Regions from separate parts of the Canis lupus genome. Here region 1 is linked to region 2. A link is a contact called in public Hi-C data. All regions are on one chromosome and are shown on one strand. Each heading gives the region's core, a stretch centred on a gene start, on an enhancer-like site or on the middle of the called end of the contact. The rest is flanking DNA. Distances are from core to core; before and after follow the strand shown.

The links. A called contact is a pair of places that touch in the nucleus more often than the background predicts.
Region 1: a contact with region 2 is called in a Hi-C map of blood, with 3 times the contacts expected there. The contact joins the promoter of FOSL2 here to the promoter of RBKS in region 2. A contact is called at or near these places in 2 of 9 Hi-C or Micro-C datasets (both in blood).

What each region holds. Positions count from the first base shown.
Region 1 is chr17:22,371,468-22,376,654 of UU_Cfam_GSD_1.0, reverse strand. FOSL2 (fos-related antigen 2) reads right to left here and starts at 3,760. Exons shown (of 4, transcript XM_038561147.1): 1 at 3,544-3,760. The coding sequence starts at 3,642.
Region 2 is chr17:21,911,435-21,917,060 of UU_Cfam_GSD_1.0, reverse strand. RBKS (ribokinase) reads left to right here and starts at 1,986. Exons shown (of 8, transcript XM_038561141.1): 1 at 1,986-2,128; 2 at 2,386-2,479. The coding sequence starts at 2,001. It overlaps BABAM2 (BRISC and BRCA1-A complex member 2), which reads right to left and starts at 2,616. Exons shown (of 11, transcript XM_038561136.1): 1 at 2,484-2,616.

The DNA of each region.
Region 1 (5,187 bases), core at 2,511-5,010, 460 kb before region 2:
CGTCAAGAAAACAAGCCTTGGGAAGTTGAAGACATTGTTCCCGGCACCCTAAAGAATAGACCAACATCGAAATAGGGAAAGAAAAAAAAAAAAGCACTCCTTTTTCAACCAGGTTTTATTTAGAACAAATTTTTTAAAAAAACTGCATTTCAAAGTCTGGCAGTTCCTAGCGAACCACTGTTAAATATATGGCATTTATTTATCCCGAATTAAAAAGAAAAAAATCCTAAGAATTCCGAAAACTCACCAAGTTAACACTGTCTGAGGCTGGAAAAATACCTTCCCCAGACAGCTCTTCCAAGAATGTCCCGTAGGGGGCACTAAAGAGGTGTGATTGGGACAGACTTGGGAATCACAGTCATTTCTGGTAAAAGTTCTTTGATGTGAGGAATGTCCCAGCCTGGTACAGTTGGCAAAAGTTCACTCCGGGGAATTTTGTGTGTGTGTGTGTGTGTGTGTGTGTGTGTGTGTGTGTGTGTGTCTGTCTGTCTGTCTCTTGGGAAAGGGCGGTTGCCGAGGACGAGAGCTAGTCTGGTATTCCTTGATTCCAGAAAGGAACGGTCCCTCTTGGTTTATTTTCACAAGTTATCTGAGGAACAGACAAATGGCAGCCTTGGAAAAGTTCTGGGTCTTGTTTTTGTTTTGTTTTTTCATTAAAAGGGGGCCCAGCTGATGAAAACAAGTTATGAAATGACCTGTGTTTGTGTAACTGGCTGATTGCGTAATGCTCAGGCTCTGAAGCGGTAATAGTCGAGCAGCCAGGCAGGGCATATATCTGGGAGGTGTTTTCCTAGGAAAGTTAGAAGAGAGAGAAAACAACAACAATAAACAGAAAAGGCCAGGAGGGGGAGGTGTATGCAACTATTATTGACAAAACAAAATCGCCAATGACCAACCTTTGAGATTAAAACTATAACTGGAACAGGAAATATTTTTCATGCTTCGAGTTCCTGCCATATACAAGAAGAGTGGTTTTAACAAAGAGTTATCTGCCCCCCCCCCACCCCTCCGAAGTCCCTGGAACTAATGGCCATGTGTTAAAATCAAGCTTTATTAAGCTAAGAGAGAAGAAAATTCTGGGTTGAGTACACAGCAACAAACCTATCGGGAATATGAGGCCCCACGAACAAACAGATCAGGAAAAAATTATATTCACTGGCCCAAGGGAAAAACCAGAGAACCCTCTCTCTTCTACCGACTGGTCCACTGAGAGGCCACAAAGGTGGAAGGCCCAGCCCTAAATGCCAGGAAAGCCTCCCCTTCAAGGAAGCAGAGAGAAATAAAGTGATTACAAGTTGTATCTGGTATGTAATAAAGTTACCTTGAGCCCCAGATCGGGTGGGGTCCTAGCACAGACTTGGGAAGTTAACAAAAGCCTCTCAAGTCAATCCTGAGGACCACAGAACAGCTTTGCTCCAAGTTGGAGCCAGGATGGAAAAACCTCCCCCCCGCTCCTCCCACCCCCTTCCCTAGGAGTGGACAGGCTGAGAAACTTGTCCAAAGCCGCATTACCTTGCCAATCCCTCTGGTTTGAAAGGCACCTCACTCAAGCTGCCGGGCCAAGCAGGCAGGCGTATATGCGAGAAGCCCGTGCACTAGTTATTACTAATTGCAAAATCCTCATGTGTTACAGCATGCTAGGAATTAGCCCACAGCTGCTTTTTGCTTCGGTAATGAGGCCCCATTACACCCTGCTGGACTGAGTTCTCTTCCTTCTTCCTAGCACTGGTTTCCTGTCTGATTTTCTTCCAAAACAGGGAATTGCCTCCGCTCACATCCTGGGCTCAAAGCCCTAGTGACACAGATTATTCAGTTGGGCCACTGATGTCCGGTCTGACTTCCCATTCAGGCCCCAGGGTCTGGGCAAAGCCAGGCAGCAAGATTGTCATATTACAGTGATAACTGCCACAAAACCAAAATAAAACAAAACAACAACAACAACAACAACAACAACAACAACAAAACCCCACAGCAGCAGAGGGACAAGATATCTAATGATCTCTTTTGGATCCAGGGAAGAGAGGGATGTTTTGGCAGCTTGTTGAAGAGTAAGGGAATGGGTATAAATGACTCCAACCCATTGCCTAATGATATTTGGATTCAATTAAAATCACCAACAGGACTGGAAAGCAAACAAAATCGCTTTTAGGACAAGATTTAAAACTCATCACCTTGGTGCTCATTATTAAAGGGGTGCTGAATGCACCCCCTCAATGCACAGACTAGGTTCTCTAGAGTGGGCGCTTATGGAGATGCAGGGAACATAGAGAAAAGCCATTCAGGGGACTCACCAAGTATGGGGAATCACTTTGGAACAAGGTATCCCTCTTCAGATCCCAAAGAGAGCCGTTTTTCCATTTTATTTTCTGGCAGGATCCACCCCACTGGGCTAAGCCCACCCCAGCCCCTCCTGGCTGGCTGGCTTCTAAGAAGCCAAGGCCACTGCCTTACCAGAGCAACTCTTGGCTGCAGCCAACTTGGCTAGAGACTCACTCCGCAGATCCTGACCAAGATGGGCTTCAGGTTGTAGTGGCCGTGTTTGTTAAGCCAGCTCCCTCTGAAACCTGGGGGGGGGGGGGGGCGGGGGCGGGGGGCTGCTACAGAGGGCAGACACCCCACCAGCACCACCACCCCACCAGCACCTTTCTGGTATTTATAGACACAGATCGCAGGCACAATCCTTCCAGTGCAAACCAGTCCGGCTGCTTTAGAAACGAGTTGTTTTTCCGCTTCCAGAACCACCCAGGAGCCTAAGCAAAGGTCTCGTCACCCCCACCCCCCACTTCTCTCTGCAGGCGTCCTTGCCCCAGGTACCCCCCCAGACCGTCAAGGTGCCCCTTCTGGCGGCAGCACAAGCTCCTTCTCTGACCCTAACAAGGAGAGAGATGGGCGCAGGGACACAAAGGGGCAGGCCCCGAGCCTCTCAAGGCTGACCTCCTCCTCCCCTGACCTTCGCACCCTATTCCCAGGGCGACAACCCTCGCCCTCACTCTGGATTACTTGAAGGAGCCCAACCATGTTTCCGAATCCCTAACCTCTTTCAGAAATTAAGACTGATGGAGAGCGGGGTGGGGGGGGGGGGGGCGAGAGGGCTTTCCCACAGGAATAGTGTCCTTGGATGTCGGGAGGGGCCAGTGGGGGCAAAGATTTGTTTCGCCCACCGCGGAGAAGTGGGGGGGAAGGAGGGAGGGGTTTCTGGGAGCGGAGTTACCAGGCTCCTGCGAGGGCGACGCTGGGGGGGCGGGGGTTGGAATTCTAGGAGCGAGTCTGGGTAAATGTAGTGTGAGGAAAAGAAACGTTTTGCCGGCTCTTCTAGCCCACTCCTCGCTCCAGTTTTGTTTTTTTGTTTTTTGTTCTTTTTTAAGTGGTGGGAGAAGAAGGGTATACAGGACAACAGGAGAATCCAAAACTCGCAACGGTGACCCGGTAGGAATGTTCTCGCCACGCCAAAAACGGGGGGAGAGAGAGCAAAGGAGGCCGTGGCGGCGAGGGGAGGGCGGGGGTCCGCCCGCGCCGCCAGGTGCACCCGGGGCCCGCACCTACCTGCTGGCCGCCGCCGCTGCTGTAGGACTCGGCGTGCGCAGGAGAGCCGCTGCTGCCCCGGGACGAGGTGTCAAAGTTCCCGGGATAATCCTGGTACATGATCCGCGGTGGGGGCCCGAGAGGAAACAGGGTGTTTTTCTTCCCCCGCCCTCGCCGCGGCCGCGCACCGGCTGCTGCGCGCTCGCTCCGCGCGGCCGCGCCTGGGGCTCTGGTCTCGGCTCCCCGGCGTCTCCCCGGCGTCTCCCCGGCGCCGGCGGGTGCGGGTGCGGGTGCGGGTGCGGGCGGGAGGCGGCGACAGCCCGGGGACCGTGCCTCGCGAGGGCCTCGCGCTGCGCTTCTGCTCCCGGAGCGCCGCGGGGCCGGCGGGCCACCCGGTCCCTCCCTCTAGAAGTCCGCGCGTCCCCCGGTCCCTCCCCCGCGCCTCCCGCTCCCGCGCGCAGCCGGAGCCCAGCCGGAGCCCAGCCGGGACGGCCGGCCCGACCCAAAGCTGGAAATCAGAGGGAAACGGCAGCCCGGCGGCTCGCGCCTGCCAGGTCCGGGGGGCCCCCGACTTCAGACAGGGCGGAAAAAAGAAAAGAGCGAAAAGAAAGGCTGCCCGCCGGGAGAAACTTCTATTTCCTCCTTTCAGAAAAGGAGCTGAGAATAAACTTCCTGTGGCGGAGTCGCCGCCGGAGTTTCGGAGCCGCTCGGACACTTGCGGGGAGAAGGGAGCCCGCGCCCGGCGTGCGGGGTGCCGGCTGCGCTGCGAGGAGGACGCGGCCCCCGCTGCCCGTGCCGCCGCCCCGGCGCCCCACCGCACCCCTCCCCGGCGCCCAGCTCCGGACCGGGCCGCCTCGCCCGGCCGCGCCTCTCTCCCTCTCTCCCGGGCCCGCCGAGCGCCGCTCACTTGCTCGTCGCTGCGCTCGGAGCCCCTGCGCTCTGCCCGAGATGAGTCACTACAATGGCACGAGTTCAACTCCACACTCTTTATTCTCCAGCCCCTGTACCATGTGGATTCACTCACGTCAACCCCAGACTCCACCTTGCAGGGAGGAGCGCGCGGGGAGGCGGGGGGGGGGGGGGAGGAGGAGGAGGAGGAGGAAGAGGCGCGGGAGGAGGCGGGCGCAGCGCTCCCCTCGGTGCCCCGGCTCCCGGCCGCGCTGACGCCAGCCGCACAGCCCGCGCGGGGAGAAGGCGGTGGCGGGGCCGCAGCGGCCGGGCGGCGCGGCTCGGGGGCGCCGAGGCGGCCCCCGCCCCTCCCCACCCCCGCGCACCCCCGGGCCCAGCGCCCTTGGTCTATTCCACTGGCGCACGTTGCCAAAGATGGTCATTTGCGTTAGAGGACGCGAGTGCGGGTTCCCTCGCTTTCGGGTGACGTGGAGGGAGAGGGATTCCCTCGCCGGCTCCCGAGCGCGCCGCGGCCTCCCCCCTCCACCGCCCTGGGAAGGGGCGCGGGGCGGGGCCCCCAGAGTGCGGCCGCGCGGGCCCGGGCGCCGGATTTTACAAAATAATCACAGCCTGCACAGCGAGACGGGCGGTCCGGTGCGGCGCCACCGCGAGGCCGGGAGCCGGGCGCGCAGAGCCGCTCTCAGGGAGGGCGCGGCCGAGCGCGGTCGTCGGCGCCCTCCGCGGCGCCGCCCGGTGCAGCGAGAGCCCTGGGCGCGC
Region 2 (5,626 bases), core at 737-3,236:
ATGTTCTGGTTCTAGTTTTCATATATTTTACCATATGAGGACTTACAGGTTTCTGCCAAAATAAATGTTGAAAACCAGTACTTGCTTAAATCACTTCAGACAGTAATAAAGGGAAGGACTGCAGTGATCTTTCAAAAAATAACTTGGTGGGGATCCCTGGGTGGCTCAGCAGTTTAGCACCTGCCTTCGGCCCAGGGTATGATCCTGGAGTCCCGGGATCGAGTCCCACATCTGGCTTCCGGCGTGGAGCCTGCTTCTCCCTCTGCCTATGTCTCTGTCTCTCTCTTTCTCTCTCTGTCTCTCTCTCCCTCATGAATAAATAAAATCTTATAAATAAATAAATAAATAACTTGGTGACCTGATATAGTGATGACAACCAGAAGTACCTTTGAGGCAGTAAAAGCTTTATATTCAGTACTCAAATCATCCTTTCTGCAAATATAAAACAAACTCCTCTTCCAGCCACTTAACAGATGACCTCCCTTCACCACTCCATCGTCACTACAAAGTAAGAATAAACACCCAGTGCACTATATTATCAATCATAAAAATCACGTTGTACATTTTTATAACACTACCACTTGTAAAGAACCGCCAAATACATTATCACAGTTAATCGTCACAATCCTGGACAGTAAGGCAGGTATTAGAATTCGCACACCACAGATGATAGGGATAACTTGTGTAATTTGTCTTTGAACAGTATACTAACCCATAATATCATTTTGAAGCTTATTTCTTTCCTATTCTGCAACATTTCCACTCTTATTTCTATCCATTGATGTCACAGTTCTTGAAAGGATGCTTATATAGATCATATGCAAAACAGAGAAATACTCATCTGGAAAAAAAGCAAAAGGATCTCACCTACATTACAAAATTATTCTTCCATGCTTTTTCCCATAATACCTATCATTATTTTACCTCTCATTTCTATGAAAAATGGAAACAGAATCAACACATTCTGAAAAATATACTGAGTATCAGGCCCTATATTTCCCATCTCCACCAGTAACTTCATTTACTTACCCCCAACAACCCTGTTCTCTATTACTGTCCCCATTTCACAGACAGGAAAACTAAAGCTCAAAAAAAAAAAAAAAGGAAAACTAAAGCTCAACAAGAGTAGTAACTTGCTCAAAGTCACAAAAGTAGCAAGCATAAAGATCAGAATTTAAATACAGATGTCCCTCAAAGTCCACTATGCATGTGGAGTCTCACATAAGCATGTATAATTGCAATCACCAAAGAGAAAAGCATCAAAGTCATCTAAGTGTACACCTTATAAAATTGGAACAGACAAAAGGTCATGAATTTGAATTCATGGTTGTTTGACCACTAGAAACACATTTGACTACAACTGGTCTGCTGCCAAAGCTGGCCTGAGTGATTCACCAGTCAAATGCTACAGGGAAGAGACCTGTACCAAAAGCCAAACTATACTTACTTAAGGTGACAACAACCCATCCCAACTCAGCTAATCTCATGACCTTAGACTAACGCCTGAAGGAATGATTTTTTTGTTTGTTTGTTTCAGAACAACTACAATACTATTTTCTGACAATGCAAGACTTCCTGCAGCGTTAAAATCTGTTTCAACCACCGGTGTAGTGACTTCTCCAAGACAGAGGGGAAACAAATGCTCCAAAACCAGAAGTCACCAAATAGCCAAAGATGATAGTTTGGGTGTGATCCTTTTGAGCCAGGGACATGGACGGGGAATCATCCCCCATAGTGGATTTTACACATTACACTCCTACAACAGATCCCAGCTAGGCACAAATTTACAGTGGCCACCTTCCCTAAATGCTACTTGAGCAATTTGTACTTCCTGATTTTGACGTATTACAGAAGGAAAATGCAGAGAGACCATTTTTACAGGGTCTGCTGCTCAAAATAAGGTCGCCTAAGGTCCTCGGATGGGCAGCCTGGGGACTACAAAGACGTCTAAGGCATCGTCCACTATCGCGCAATTAAGATAGGATGACAAACACGGAAACATGTGCCCTGCTGACGTCATGGAACGGAAAGGGGTGGCGTCCCGCTGCGTCACCTCAACGTCATACAGCGCACGAGGGAAGTTAAGCAGGGAAGCTATTTCTCCAGGGGCAACATTCAAGAAAAACAAGTAGGCTCAGACCCAAGGAATGACCACCCCTCTCTAGGGGCCATCTATAAAGGGATACTCTCCCTTTTCCCAAACTGTATGATCCCCTCGTCGGGCGGGCAGGAGAAAGGAGTCTGAGGTTAACGAGGGAGCGGGGGTGGGGAGGGGGGCGGGCTAGATATGCCAAGAGCAGCCTGTGGCCTTGGGGGCTGGTTCTTGCGGGGACCAGCGTGATGGGGATGAGCAGGGCATCTTGAGAACGGGGGCCTTCTCTATAGGAAGAGGCGGCGAGCCCTGGGCATACTTAAATCACGGTCCTCGGGCCACCTGTGCGACTCGGGATCCAACCTCCCCGCACCAGCCCCAGTCCAGGTACCTGGAACTTAGTCCGATCGGTAACCGGCGACTACGTGGGGTACAGGTTACCCGAGCGCGCCCCCGACTGACGCACCGACCTGCGCGCGCACCGCGAGCCGGATGCGTGCGCGGCCCCGGACGTCCCGCCCCGCCCGCCCCGCCCCCTCTGCGGCCCCGGAGCGGGCGGCGTGCGCGCCCCCGGACGCGCCGAGCCGGGCGCTCGGAAAGGCGTCCCCGCAGTGCCTGAAGGGCCCTTCCTGCGCCCCGGCCTCGCGGGCGGCGAGCGGCGTGGGGTCTGGAGGCGTCAGGAGGGCTCCGTAACGGGAGGTGGTGCGGGGAGACCGTCCCGGGAAGAACCGAGGGAGGTTGGGGCGGGGTTGTCTCGGGCAGTCAGGTGGGCGACCCGCGGGGCCGTCGGGAAGGCCCGCGCGTCCGTAGGGAGCGTCGCAGCGGCGTTGCAGGGTGCGGGGTCGGGCAGAGGGCAGAGGGCAGTCCCTGGGGGTGGAGAGCGCCTCCTTTGGGCCATGGCGGCGGCTGGGGATCCCGGCCAGCAGCGGGCGGAGGAGGTGGCGGCGGTGGTAGTGGTGGGCTCCTGCATGACCGACCTGGTCAGGTTAGTGCGGCTCTGAACGCCGAGCCCGCGGTCGCGGGAGGAGGTATGGGGGGGGGGGGGGGGGGGCGGGGGGCGGACTGTGCTGGGCGCCTGGGCTTTGGCGATGGAGGGTGCCCGCTTCTGGGGTGAGCTAGGGGTCTCCCGAGCCCGCAGCCTGCCTCTCTGGCGCGGAAGAGGCAGAGTTTGAGTTTGTCAAGGTACCTGAAGTCGGGGATCGCAGAGGCCAGGGTGTATGGAAAGCTCTTACTGTTGCTAGAAGCGCCTGCAAAGAACCCGCCCTCCCGTTGTCTTGAGCAGTCAGCTGAACCTGACCCCTGACTTAGCCCGAGTAACTTTGGGGCAAGTCATTCCATCTCTTGGGACGTGCCTACCTCTCAGGGTCTGTGTGAGGATCCAGTGGAGGAAAGTGACATGAACCAGGTTGGATACTATGCATCTGAACCTGGATGTATAGACCAGGGGTCCTATTGACTGTTGGCCTTCCCGCAATAGTTCGTATTTACACCTTGCTTTTCAGTATTAAATGTATCCGCATATGGGTTATCTTAAGGCAACCTGAGTGTGAATCGAAATAAAAAGCCCATAAACACAATGCTTACAACCATAAAAAAAAAAAAAGATCAAATAATGAAAATATGCCAAGTGAAAATAGGTTGGATGGTGAGATCCTCCTACTAATTTTTCTTTTTTTTTTTTTTTTTTTTTTTTTCTAATGAAAATGGCAGAGTACCTACTGGCTGGCTCGGTAGGTAGAGCACATGACTCTTGATCTTGGGGTTGTGAGTTCAAGCCCCACATTGGGCTTAGAGGCTAGTCAAGAAAAAAAAAAGAAAGAAAGAGCGAGAAAGGAAGGAAGGAGGGAGGAAGGAAGGAAGGACAGAAGGAAGGAAGGAAGGGATTTTCTGTTTATAAAAAAATAATATAGGGCAGCCCAGGTGGCTCAGCGGTTTAGCACCTGCCTTCCGCCCAGGACATGATCCTGGAGACCCCGGGATCGAGTCTCACATCGGGCTCCCTGCATGGAGCCTCCTTCTCCCTCTGCCTGTGTCTCTGCCTCTCTCTGTGTCTCTCTCATGAATAAACAAATAAAATCTTAAATATATATATATATATATATGTTCATTGTAAAAAGAAATCAGATACTCCAAGAAAATTCTACCATTCAGATTGCTTCTGTTTAATATTTTTATGAATGGCTTTTCAGATATGCTATATTTACATTATAAAACTTAAAAATGGTCAGGCATACTACAGGAAGACCTCATCTGTCCTGAAACCTACCTTGCCTTTCCAAAGGATAGAAGAGAGCCTGGAAATAAATAAAAAGGCCTTTGGAAAATAAGTCAGTCACCAAATCTCTGCACCACCTATGTTTTACTTAGAAAATCGTTCTAAGGGTCTGTATGTAACCAATTTAGTCTTAACACTGCTTAAAATGTTTATAAGCTAGGTTATCAAATTTCCAGACCAAGAGTGGAAAGGGAGAGAGACTGGTAGGGGCAGGTATGACGATTGCCAAAAAACATACTTTTATAGGTGCAGTGGCAAAAGAGTCAGCTAAACAATTTTCCCCTGCACCGTACTGAATAAGTGTCAGGGTTAAAATTCAGAATCACTTTCTTCTTAAAGTCTGAGCTCTCTGTGAAGCTCGACCATCAGACATTAAGGATAGTTATACTTTTAAAATGAATACTCTTCATACTTTGAGAAGGGCGGGGTATCAAAAGTTCATGTAGCATCTATTGGAATTTTGAAATCTTATTTAAGAGCTAGAGGAATTTGGGGTTCCTGGATGGCTCAGTTGGTGATTCATCCAACTCGATTTCAGGTCAGGTCATAATCTCAAGGTCATGAGCCCAGAGGGGCTCTGCACTGGGCTGAAGTCTGCTTAAGATTCTCCCTCAGCTCCTCCTCCCCCTCCCCTACCTAGCTTAAAAAAAAATAAAGAAAAATTTAGAAAAATTTTTTTATCCCAGCCCTTCATTCATAAAGGAATAAACTCTTATGTTGTATATAGCCTTTCTAATACCTCTTCTCTCCCCATTTTCCCCTTGTAAAATAACCAGGTTTCTACTCCTCATAAATCACTAGCAAAAACTTTACTCCCTTAGAGACTGTTTCACGGCTTTTCTGCACACTTCTTATGGTTGCTGATTACTCCTGCCTCTGAAGACCTTTACAAAATACCTGAGTATGGAATTTGTATTTAAAACCCTACATGGGGATCCCTGGGTGGCTCAGCGGTTTGGCACCTGCCTTCGGCCCAGGGCGTGATCATGGAGTCCCGGGATGGAGTCCCACGTCTGTCTCCCTGCATGGAGTCTGCTTCTCCCTCTGCCTGTGTCTCTGCCTCTCTCTCTGTATCTCTCATGAATAAATAAATAAAATCTTTAAAAAATAAAAAATAAATAAAACTCTACATGGGTGATAAATGTGGGTCCAGCTTTGCTAGTTATGGTACATACTATGATTCTGTTAGTTTTCTCTTGCTGCTATAACAAATTGACACAAACTTAGTGGCTTAAATGTTACAAATTTAATACAGTTCT